Linked DNA regions of Mus musculus: regions 2 and 3 are each linked to region 1. The links are chromatin contacts, called in public promoter capture Hi-C maps. All regions are on one chromosome and are shown on one strand. The core of a region is the stretch at or near the end of the contact, and the rest is flanking DNA. Distances in the headings are between cores, read along the strand shown.

What was found. Promoter capture Hi-C pulls out the DNA fragments that hold promoters and counts their contacts.
Region 2: a contact with region 1 is called in a promoter capture Hi-C map of pre-B cells. The contact joins the promoter of Ankrd17 here to the promoter of Ythdc1 in region 1. A contact is called at or near these places in 2 of 39 promoter capture datasets (cranial neural crest and pre-B cells) and 2 of 484 Hi-C or Micro-C datasets (B cells and CD4 T cells).
Region 3: a contact with region 1 is called in a promoter capture Hi-C map of pre-B cells. The contact joins the promoter of Cox18 here to the promoter of Ythdc1 in region 1. A contact is called at or near these places in 1 of 39 promoter capture datasets (pre-B cells) and 2 of 484 Hi-C or Micro-C datasets (B cells and CD4 T cells).

The regions. Positions count from the first base shown.
Region 1 is chr5:86,802,139-86,805,971 of GRCm38.p6, forward strand. Ythdc1 (YTH domain containing 1) reads left to right here and starts at 2,128. Exons shown (of 17, transcript NM_001347375.1): 1 at 2,128-2,453. The coding sequence starts at 2,426.
Region 2 is chr5:90,364,580-90,368,412 of GRCm38.p6, forward strand. It overlaps Ankrd17 (ankyrin repeat domain 17), which reads right to left and starts at 1,606. Exons shown (of 34, transcript NM_030886.2): 1 at 1,088-1,606. The coding sequence starts at 1,468. It overlaps Gm9958 (predicted gene 9958), which reads left to right and starts at 2,418. Exons shown (of 1, transcript NR_045618.1): 1 at 2,418-3,833.
Region 3 is chr5:90,222,066-90,225,898 of GRCm38.p6, forward strand. It overlaps Cox18 (cytochrome c oxidase assembly protein 18), which reads right to left and starts at 1,931. Exons shown (of 6, transcript NM_001033310.3): 1 at 1,551-1,931; 2 at 166-266. The coding sequence starts at 1,874.

The DNA.
Region 1 (3,833 bases), core at 878-3,377:
GAGAGTCAAGAATATACTTTTTGAGAAAGTGAGGCTTTCCCAAGAAATAAAACCAAAAGTGGTAAATGTGACTGGCTGGTCTTCTACTATCATCCAAGGGATTCTGACAAGCAGCTCAAACTACAAGTCTACGTGTGTAGACTTGCTTTTACATTCTATAGGATGGTTCTTTGGAGTATCCAGGGTGTTTTCACTTCCTACCTTTCAGTAGGCTTACTCCAAGTTATTTTCCCTGAAGATCTCGTACTACTGTTTGTTTGGTTTGGTTTTTCTGTGTAGCCCTGGCTGTCCTGGAACTTGCTTTTAGACTACGCAGGCCTAAAATCCAAGAGATCTGCGCTTCAGCTTCCCAAGTGCTTGGATTAAAGGCATGTGATGCCACCACCAGTGGGCAGTGACTTTTGTCAAACATCATCTCAGTACTTGTCTTCTCATTCACCTCCATTCCTGGTTACTGGAATGCCCCGCAGATCTTCATTCACCTCCATTCCTGGTTACTGGAATGCCCCGCAGATCTTCATTCACCTCCATTCCTGGCTACTCGAATGCCCCTCAGATCTTCATTCACCTCCATTCCTGGTTACTGGAATGCCCCGCAGATCTTCATTCACCTCCATTCCTGGTTACTGGAATGCCCCGCAGATCTTCATTCACCTCCATTCCTGGTTACTGGAATGCCCCGCAGATCTTCATTCACCTCCATTCCTGGTTACTGGAATGCCCCTCAGATCTTCATAAAGTCTTTGTATGTGCTTTCCGAAGACAATTAGTGCTTATTTGTTATTGTCTCTTATCTTTTACCATCAGTCTTCACCTCCACAGGAGGGCCTCTGTACTAGCTTTTCTCCATAAAAAGGGGTCTTATCACTATAGCAACTGTCTGTCTGTCTGTCTGTCTGTCTCTCTCTCTGTTTTCCAAGTCAAGGTTTCTCTGTGTAGCCCTGGCTGTCTTGGATCTTGCTTTGTAGACCAGGCTGTTCTTGAACTCAGATATCTGCTTGCCTCCTCCCTAATGGGAGGATTAAAGGTATGCATCACCCTTTTCTAGCTAGCTTTTTTTTTTTTTAATAAAGTTCACAATTTTCTTTTTCCCTTTTGTCTTTTTTCTTCCTTTCCATTTTTTTTTGTTTGTTTTTCTTTTGAGCTAAGGTTTCACTGTAGCCCTGGCTATCCCAGTACTGTTCACTCTATAGACCAGGCTGGGCTCTAACTCAGAGATTCCCCTGCCTCTGCTTTCAGAATGCTGGGTTTCAAGGTGTGCACCACCACTCCTGGCGTCAGCACAACTTTCAATTTGTTTACTCAAACCTTGGCTGCCTTAACTAGAAGATAAACTCAGACTTCCTTTGAGGGAGAACACATTTGTTTGTTTATTTTTGAAGCAGGGTTTCTGTGTAGCCATGGGTGTCTTGGAACTCAATCTGTATGCCAGGATGGCCTCGAACTCACAGGGATCCTCCTGCCTCTGCCTCTGCCTCTGCCTCTCCAGTGCTGGGATTAAAGATGAGCCCAAATACCACCCAACAATAAAGCTATTCTTAACCCCTGGTCCTAGAACAATATTTAAAAAGAAGTAGTAGACACTACTAATCAAATAAAAGAAAATTAAATATATAAAAAAGACATAGCCGGGCAGTGGTGGTTTATGCCTTTAATCTCAGCACTTGGGAGGCATAGGCAGGCGGATTTCTGAGTTCGAGGCCAGCCTGGTCTACAGAGTGAGTTCCAGGACAGCCAGGGCCACACAGAGAAACCCTGTCTCGTAAAACCAAAGAAAGACATAACACCCTTTCTGATGGTGTCTCACACTAACCATTCAAGGCCTTCCAAACGTTTCTGGTGAGATGTCTGCATCCTTGAGCTGTAGGAAGCACAGCAGAGAAGCCTAAATACCGATTATCCTCTGGAACGAGGGCGGTTCCCTGGACGTCAAGTTTGCGCGCGGGGCGGGACGACGTGCCGAAGTCACGCCCTCTTACGTCCCGCTTCTCGCTCCAGTCCCCGTCCCCGCCTCCGCCCCCGCCCCGGTTCCCCGCACTGTGACGTTCCGCGAGAGGCACAGAGCGTAAACAGCGCAAGGCATTTCGGGAGCGGGATTGTTTCGCGCAGGAAGCAGGCTCCATTTTAGCGCCGCCCGGCGTCGCCATCTGTGTCTCTCTCCTCCCCCTTGTCTCTGTGGTGGCCGAACCCCAACAGGAAGGCTGAAGCCCGCGCCGACCGAGGCCAGAGAGCCAGGCGGGAAGAGAACCAGAGCACGGGAGGAAGGGTTGCGCGTAGGAAGCTGAGTGGAGCAGGTCAGGTCGAAGCGCGCGGCCCGCCGGACGGACTGACGGACGGACTCGTGCGCCTGCGGCCGCGTCTGCGGCGCCCGCGCGACTCGCGTCCCGGCGGCGGCGGTGGCGGCGGCGGAAGCCGGAGGGCAGCCATGGCGGCCGACAGCCGGGAGGAGAAAGGTGAGTGTGGAGGACGGGGCCTCGGGGCGGCCGGGCGAGGGGACCTAGGAGCCGCGGCCTGCGGGCGAGGCGGGAGGTTAGGGCCTCGCGCAGAGCAGGCGGCCGCATCGTGACCCGCTCCTTGCGAGGCCTGGCCTGCTGGGCCCGGCGTCCTCGTCTCTGCGGCGGCTCCCACCTCGACCAGGGCTTTGCTTCTCTCGTCACTCCCGGGAGCGGTTGGGAGAGGGCTTGCTTTGAGGAACTTGCCCCCGGGCACGTTTCCTGGCCGGATTATGCGGATGTAATGCGTATTTTTCTGAACTGTCGTCTTTTTGGTTGACTTTTTTCGAAAATAACGTCACAGTTAGCATTGTTAGACTAGTGAGTAGACTAGTTTAATTCATTCAGGTGGATTATTAATCATGAGAAATACCTGTAAGTAGCTTCTCACTGATCTTTTGGATAAGCTAAGAATCGCTTCTTTTATTCCTCGAGTATTTACTTTGGAAAGAAAGATATTAGGAAAAAAACAAACAAACAAACAAACACCCATGCCCCTTCTTCCAAAAGTCCTAGCAACGGATCTCCCAGAATAGTGCAGAGTTCTCAAAAGATTCAGCGAGGAATACGTAGGTGGAGGCTAGAGAGACTTGGAAAGATAAAAAGAAAACATTTTAGTTGATAAAATGTCATTTCTTCTGAAATACTATATAGAGACCACAGATGCCAGTATAGGATCCAGACCATAGAAGATACTCGTCTAGATGGGATGCAGTCTTGAGAGAGTTCTCAGCTCTGGGACTATCGCGACAGTCTTAGAAGAAAATAGTGCACACTTGCTGCCCTGCATTTCACAAATCTCTGCTTGTGGCTCATTAAATTTGAGGTGGAGATTTGTTAAGTGGGCTGAACAGTCATTAAAGCTTTTTTCCACTTTTCTGGTCTGTCTTGAGTGGGAATATGTTTAAAGATCTGTCTTTGTCATAAGCATCCTCCCCCCCCCCCCCCCCTTAGGGACATGGTTTCCATGTAGCCCTGCCTGTTCTGGAACTTGATTTGCAGACAGGCTGGCCTCAAACTTGAGAGATCTGCCTGCTTCTGCCTCCTGAGTGCAAGGCATGTGCCATCACTGCCCAGTTGAAGCAATTCTCGATGCACACATTGCAGTTTATTTTTTATTCTGAAACTAAACCTGTTCCTCGAGACATTCTGAAGGACTGTGAAGGAAGAATTCTGATAGTGAATAAAGGACTATCTTATTATATAAAGTCAGTTGTAAAAAAAAAAAAAAAAACCTGAAGATCCTTTCAACCTTTGATTGGCAGGATAAGATTTATGACTTAGTAGTTTTGGTGGCTGCCATGGTAGATGAACCAAACACAAAAGCGATTAAAATTCAGT
Region 2 (3,833 bases), core at 356-2,855, 3.6 Mb after region 1:
GCTTCCATTTCCTAATATTGACAAAAGGGTTTGTTCTAAAAGAACTAACAACTGGTAGGTCATAGTTTGCTATCAGTATGGTTCATTAAGCTTTTGGGTTAAAAGGAATAAGGTCCTACAACGCCGCCTGTCTGTAGACCCAGGAAAAACTATAAGGAGTTATGAAACCAGATCACTAGAACATAAGGCCTCCCTATCCCAATCACAACCATGCCCGGGTGCAAAACAGACACTTCATCCCTGCTTACTTTACAATAGATAAATAAATAAAGTTAATTAAATAAAAGCGGGGTATGGTTTGATTATTTCTTATTAAGGGAGAACCCGATGGATTATTACACATACACGCAGAGCACCTAACAATTTTTACGTACTAAGTCACTTGTAAACGCATATGGAGGGATAGAAGATCGGCTCATCCATAAATCTTTCACAAATCGAGGAAGCGAAGAGTACTTCAGCAGCCACGAGTTTAGAGAGAGAGAGAGAGAGAGAGAGAGAGAAAGAGAAAAGAAAAAGCCCTGCAGCAAAACAGTATGGAAAAGTACAGCCTCTCACGTGTCTCTCCCAGATACAAATACTTAGCTCCGAGTCCATTACAATCTTACCGCCCCTCCACAACTGCTCCCGGCCACCTTCCACTGACAGAAAACTACCAAGCTCGCAGTCGGTCCCCCGGAGACTCTCCTACCTATTATCTTACCCCTCCCGCTTTAGCTCCGCCCCCGCCCCGGGAATGAGGTGGCCTTACTGGCCCCAGAGAGACCACCCTTCGGCCCCAAAGTGCCACCCGGGAATCCGACCAATCAATCCCTCCACCCTTCACCCTGCGAAGCAGCATCCTCGGCTAGCCAGCTTCTCGGCAACTCCGTGCACTCTCCGGTCCTCCCACCCCCACGTGTCAGCTACCCTCCCCCACGTCCCCACACCTCACGACTCAGGCCGAGCAAAGAAAGGGGGCAGCCGAAAGCCCGGTCCCTCAGGGCAGATCGTAAGCCCCGAGGGCTCGGTCCCACCGCGAGTCCCCTCCCACCTTAGGCCCTCCACGGTCCCTTCCGCCCTCCTCGAGGTGAAACCAGGCCCTTGCCTCAGAAACCTCCTCTTCCTCGTCGTCGTCGTCCTCCTCTTCCTCGCTGTTGTTGCTGCTGGTGCCGCCGCCTCCTCCTCCTCCTCCACCGCCACCGCCGCCGCTGTTGTCGCTGTCGCTGCTGCTTTCGCTGCTGCTCGGGGGTCGGCAAGTCCGGTTCCGCTTGGCCTTGTGGTGCGGCGGCTGCTGCTGCTGCTGTTGCTGCGGTGGCTTCTTCTTCAGGAGCAGGTCGCAGACTCGCACCATCCCACGAGGAGAAGAGGCCGGGCGAGCCCCGCCGCCGACCTCCGCCGCCGCCGCCGCGGGGGGGGCCGCCACTGCCGCCGCCGCCGGGGGACTCCCTTCTCCCTCAGCCGCCGCCGGAACCGTCGCCTTCTCCATCCCCGCGGGAAGAGGGGGTGGGGGACGCGGACGGGGGAGGGGCGTGGGGGGGCTCCGCTCTACCGCGACTTCGGTCGCGCCGGGGCCGACACAGCGCTCCGGGCCGCCGCCGCCGCCACCGCCTCGGTCACCTCTACTGCCGCCGCCGCCGCCGCCGCTCCGCCAGCTCTCACCTCGTCTCGCGATACTAAGGGCGGGGAGCTTGGCGGAGGGAGGGAGAGAGGGAGGGAGGGAAGGGAGGGAGGGAGAGAGAGCGGGAGGGCTGAGGGGGGGCGAGGCGGAGCGCGAACGCCGTGCCCGGGAAAGCCGAGCAGGCGTCCGGAAGGAGCCGCCGGGGGAGTGCGCCTGGAGTGGCTTCCTCTGGGGAGACCGAGTCTGAGCGGGGACCGCAAGCAGGGACCGCGGGCGGGCGGGCGGGCGAGCGAATGAACGAGCGAGCGAGCAAGCGGGCGGGCGAACGAGCGCCTGGGTGGCTTGTCTTCTCCGCGCTACTTCCCCCACACACACAGCCCTGCAGCCCTCCCTCCTTCCTTCCTGGCTTCGTATTAGAACGCAGCCGCAGGCGGAAGCGCGGGTGACGCCATCAGCCGGCGCCGCGGCGGCCGCGCGAGCGCGGAGCCCTGCCTGCCTCTCCCAAGTGCAGACTCCAGGGCCGGGGAGTGGGCTCCCCCGCGAGCGAGCGAGCGATCGAGCGTGCGTGCGTGGGCGCAGGGAAGCAGAGGCAGTGGGATGGCGAGCAGTGGGGCCCGGGCTAAGTCGGGGGCGAGCGCAGAAGCGCGGGGGAAGCTGGGCGAGCGCGAGGCCTGGCCCCTCAGATCCGGGAGGTGGGGCCTCGCCCCGGACCTCCTGGATGGACTTTTCCTGCCTGGCCATTTTCTCCACCGCCTAAGCCAGAGAGCATTGGATCTTCCGAGAGAACTTCGTGAGAGGAGAGAGACTGAAGTCAGGTCCAAAAGAAAACTGTTTCCCCTCCACCATCCCTTGGAGCGATCACGTCCTCACTTAGAAAACTCTTGTCCGAGTTTGAGTCTCGGGTCCTAGGCTTCCTAAATCTGACTATTTTGTACACCTTTGTAATGTGCAGGAACGGAATCTAGTGATTTTTAAGACTATACACTTCCGAAGAGGTGGGTGTGGGAGCTGGGCCATCATCGTATGCATTTCTCGGTCTGGATTCTGAGATCATTTTGAGTACTTAGAAAACTTGCAGACCGATTGAAATGTAGCTTTCTTCTTCAAACAGACGTCTCCAGTGTAGCCCAGGCTAGCCTTGAACTGGCGATCTTCCTGAGATTATATGGGTCTGTACACCACCGTGTCATGTTTATGTAGCTTATTGAACTCAGAATTAGCCATTTCTGGGCTAGTACGAGTAGTGACATAAGGAAAATAAAGCAAACATCAAAGACAGATGTACTGGCACAAGATAAAAAAGTCCCTCAACTGACAAAGTTACCATTTTAAGACTTCTAAGTTTAGCTGAGTGCCTGATTTATTTTATTTATTTTTTAATTTTTTTTTTTTTTTGCATTTTCTTTTTAGTACTGGCATACCATATGAAATGTGGGCAGTTGCCAGTACACTACGGAGTACCACAGACGAATTGGTGATGACTAAATCAATTCATTGAGGCAAAACTTCATGTGTCTACTGTGTGTGTTATCTCTGAAATCAGAGTCTGTGTTTCCAGGGGCTTCTCTGTGTGTAATAGTAAATATACAAAATGCTAAACATCTGCCTAAAGCTGAGTTCCAGTATACAACATAATACAGAACACTATTGTGTATCTGATAGCCATGGATTTGGACTGTATGGTTTCAGCGGGATCTTGTCCATTTTCTGTATTCTTCAGCACCTTTGTCTCACTTTCCACCTCCATACCTTTTGCAATCTTTGAGTGCCAGCCCCGTTTTATTATACGACTGACTAACAGTTTCACAAGAAGACTGAGGCCATTGACTGCAAATTCCTTCAATTTTCCAAATGCTAGAGATGGGCTGATCTTTTCTCAGTATGGAGAGAATGACAGAACTCCTTGCCCTCATGCAAGGTCAGTCAACTCTCCAACTATATTCTGGTTTCAGTGTCTCTCTTTGGCCTGTTTTTTGTTTTTCTGATTTCAGTCCTTCACAAAGTTTGGCTCCCTTTTGTAACTTACTCAGGTTCATTCCTTCATAGTTGTACATTATGTATGAAATGCAACTTCGTTATTTGGAAAAAGTTCTTGCTTTGCTGTATAGAAATGAAAGATAATCTTTGGGGGTTTGTCAGGTAAATCCAAACTATTAGGATAGTCAAGTCCCCTGGAATGATTTGTATCTATTTTTGAATATATTTTACTTAGTAAATTTTTACATATTTTCTC
Region 3 (3,833 bases), core at 681-3,180, 3.4 Mb after region 1:
TGGAATAACGCCTGTTTCTTCCTTTCTTTGATTCCATTCCAATACATAAAACCACCATGCAGCATAGTGATTAATATGAATACGCCAATCAAAAGAATACCTAACCGTGTATACACGCACACACCACACACACATTTTCGTGACCGCAGACCCAAAGCTGCATACCTAGCCACTCTCTTGGACCATCCAAACTGACGGGCACAGACTGCAACTTCTTGGTTAAGGCGCTTGGCGATGTCTTTTATTTCTGGTTGCAAGTTTTCCACCTAACTAAAGAAAAAAGTTGTTTGATGAGTTCATAAAGGATCTTTACTGATAACTACTGCATGGTTAGCTTCAGCTGTCAACTTGGCACATCCAGAAGAAAGGGCCTTCAACTAAGACATTTCACCCATCAGATTAGCCTATGGGGCATTTTTTAATCACTAATTGACATGGAAGAACACAGGACACTGTGTGCCACCAGCCCCAGGCATGTGAACGTGAGCTGTATAAAAAGCCAGTAAGCAGTGTTCCTCCAAGGACTCTGCTGCTGTCCCTGCTCTGTAATGCCTCCACAATAGACTATATAACCTACAAACCACATAATCCCTTTCCTCCCCCACTCAGCATTTGGTCAGGACAACCAAACTCACAGTTCTAGTCTCTGTTCCCTAGACCATATACAAATGTTGTTTACTGATCACACTTGTAATCGAAAACATTTAAGAAAACTCTATTAGATATTAGTTTGCTTAAAGTATCTTTGACCCCAGATTTAAATTCCTTGCCTGTACATCTATCTGCGTGATCTTGGCAACCATACTGAGTTAAACCAACTGCAACTTCTTGGTTATGGGTACCTGATGTTTTCTGTTTCTGGCTGTGCATAACCTGAAATCCTGATTCCCAGTATGTAGCATATCTAACAGCACCTCCTCCATAGGATTTCGAGTAAATGAAAACTGCATCCTGGTTCTTACTGTTCCATCCCTACATTTCCCAGGAGAGAGAAAACAGCATTCCAGTGTTAACACCTCACTGTGAATGCTTCCTGGCTCAATGCTGCTGCTCCCTTCCTGGCAATCCTCTGTGACTCAAATTAAAATCTTGACTTACCCCACCCCCACCCCCAGGCACAGCCATGGGGGAGGTAACGTTATACCAATTCCACTGAACAGAGTTCCTAAAAAGCCAACTCGAAGTTTCAATCCATCAGATACAGGGTAGTAGGTGGTAGGCCCAGAGGAAGAATTCATGTCTGGAAACTGCTAACTTAGTGATACCTTTCTAGTAATAAAGAGCAGTATCAATAGTGACAAATGATGCTGCAGACTCTTAAAATGTTTATGACCCTAATGTTTCAGGTTCCTCCGTGCCATTTCTTCTGAATATTGGTCTCAACCGAACATTTGGGAGGCACTTGTATTTCGAATAAATACTTGGTAGGTCGGGTGAACTGGAAGGTACTCGAGTCACCAACCATCATTTAACATGCAATGCTAACTAAATTATTTTAGCCTCCATGTTAACACTAGCAGGCAGGCAGCACGGGGACCGACGCCCCTCACCTTAGCCAGGATGTAGTGCTGATAGGCGGCCAGGGGCAGAGTGACAGCACCGCGCAGGGCAACGGTGCTGAGTATGATGTTGCTCCACCAGGGGAGGCCGGTAGCCTCCTGCGCGCCCAGCAGCACTTCCTCCGCGGTGCGCACCGGCGCCGACGCTGCCAGGGCCTCATACCAGCCACCTGGAGAGGCCGCAGACACCGAAGCGGCTGCCCATACCGGAAGGGCTGGGAGCCGCGCGCTGCTCCAGGCGGGCGGTGATCCCGGTGCCGGGAGCCGCAGGGTGGGCAGCGACCTGAGCCACCCGGCACACGACCGGCACAGCATGGTTACACGGAGCGGGCGGCCAACTAGAGCACTAGCACCAGGAGGTTGCGCGCATGCGCGAACCCGAGGCCACGCCTGACCTTCCCAGCCGAAAGCCCTGTCCAGTGTCGCGCTAGAGATGACGTAAGACTCCGCCTTTCCCACGCGGCAATGAGCCGCTTGAGGCTCTCTTAACTCCTTTCCTTGCTGGGGTGGAGTTCAGAGCGGGAACCGGAACTGCAGGGGTAGGCGGGGCGAGCAAACTGCCTTGCTGTTGAGTTTCAGTTTCCACTCAAGGAAATTGTGGCTTGAGTACTTTTTGTGACTCGGCTGTTTCCGCCCAAGGCGCGCAGCATCTATCTCCGTTTTCTCTACGCACTGCTGAAACACCTACTTTGGGAATAGTGTTTCTGGCTCGGTCAGTGTTAAGTCTGCGTCCTTTATCCCCCTAGGCAGCTCTACTTTATAATAAGACCTAAATGTCTTTATCTGTTCCGGTTAGCATTCTGTATTCCTTTATAAACAGAATGCAGAAATGCCGAGTGGTGGCGCACGCCTTTAATCCCAGCACTTGGGAGGCAGAGGCAGGCGAATTTCTGAGTTCGAGGCCAGCCTGGTCTACTGAGTGAGTTCCAGGACAGCCAGGGCTATAAAGAGAAACCCTGTCTCGAAAAACCAAAAAAAAAAAAAGAAAAGAAAAAAACGAAATAAATAAATAAGAAGAAGAATCACCATCATAATAAGGAGCAGGGAAAAATACTATTTTTCATTTTACAAAATGAATTCCATCAACAGCACAATTTTGCTTCAACGGTTAAATGGAATGCACAGGGCTTTTAACAACTGTGTGTTTTTCACATTCGTGTTCCTGTCAACAGAAAATAAATGGAACAACGAAGTGCCCACTCCTAGGGTAGGCCAAAGTGAATTGAGTTTTTAGAAACCTCTCCCATGTTTGGTAAAGCCAAACTGTGGACACTGTCCTCTACTTTATTGAACACCTACCAAAGCTGTCAGATAGCGTATTTTCTGAAACTTGGGTAACCTGCCTTTAGTTCCCATAGCATAATCCCTTTTAAAAACAGCTCACTTATCTCTTGCTAGTTTAAGAAACCACCGTATTTCCATAAAACTGTTAATATCCAGTAGGCCCTTCCAAGATGGCCTTAAGCCAGAGAAGTTACTTAAAAACAACTCCCCCAAGTCCCAACTTACCATACATGAGAACCTAGAATTAATTCTCAACACTGGGAAAGTAGGTAAATTTATTATGTGTAATAAATAAGCCTGTTATTTGTAGATCTATTGTTCACAAACCCTAAACCAAAAATTTCAAGCAGTTATTAAAATCTTTAACAATTTTTTTCTACAGCTACAGGTAACTGACAACCTCTTCTGATAAAACTGCACACCTGCATTCATGTCAAAGTAATGGAAATAAATTTAAAAACTAAACCCATATATTGTTATGTGAACTAAACTTCTTAATACTTATTTTGTGATGTTGCATATATGAGCATATTTAACTTTTTGTCTTCTTAATAATGTGCATATGACGTGTCTGTAAATCTAACACTAACCCTGAGGAGGAAACTCATGTGGTATCAGAGACCACTTGAGAATTCTAAGGATTGGATTGAGGTTATCAGGCATAGCTTTATGCCTCCCCCATAGGCCCTTGAGATATACAATATGTTCTCTCTGTAGCACAGGCTATTCAAGGACTCACTGTAATTCAGGCTGAAGTGTACTTTTGAGAAAACCTCATGCACTAGTGCCTGAGGGAGGCAAAGGGAGGTTAAGAATTCAAGTCTGGGTCTCTCCCAAGATCCTTCTCTGAACACCTAAAAATTAAGGGGCCACCGCTTGCAATAGCTCCCTGAAATATATATAAAATATATAAATGTTTCTGTATATAAATGTGTATAAATACACACACACTTCTCAGTACTTGCCATCAATTTTTTCAATTTTACTTGT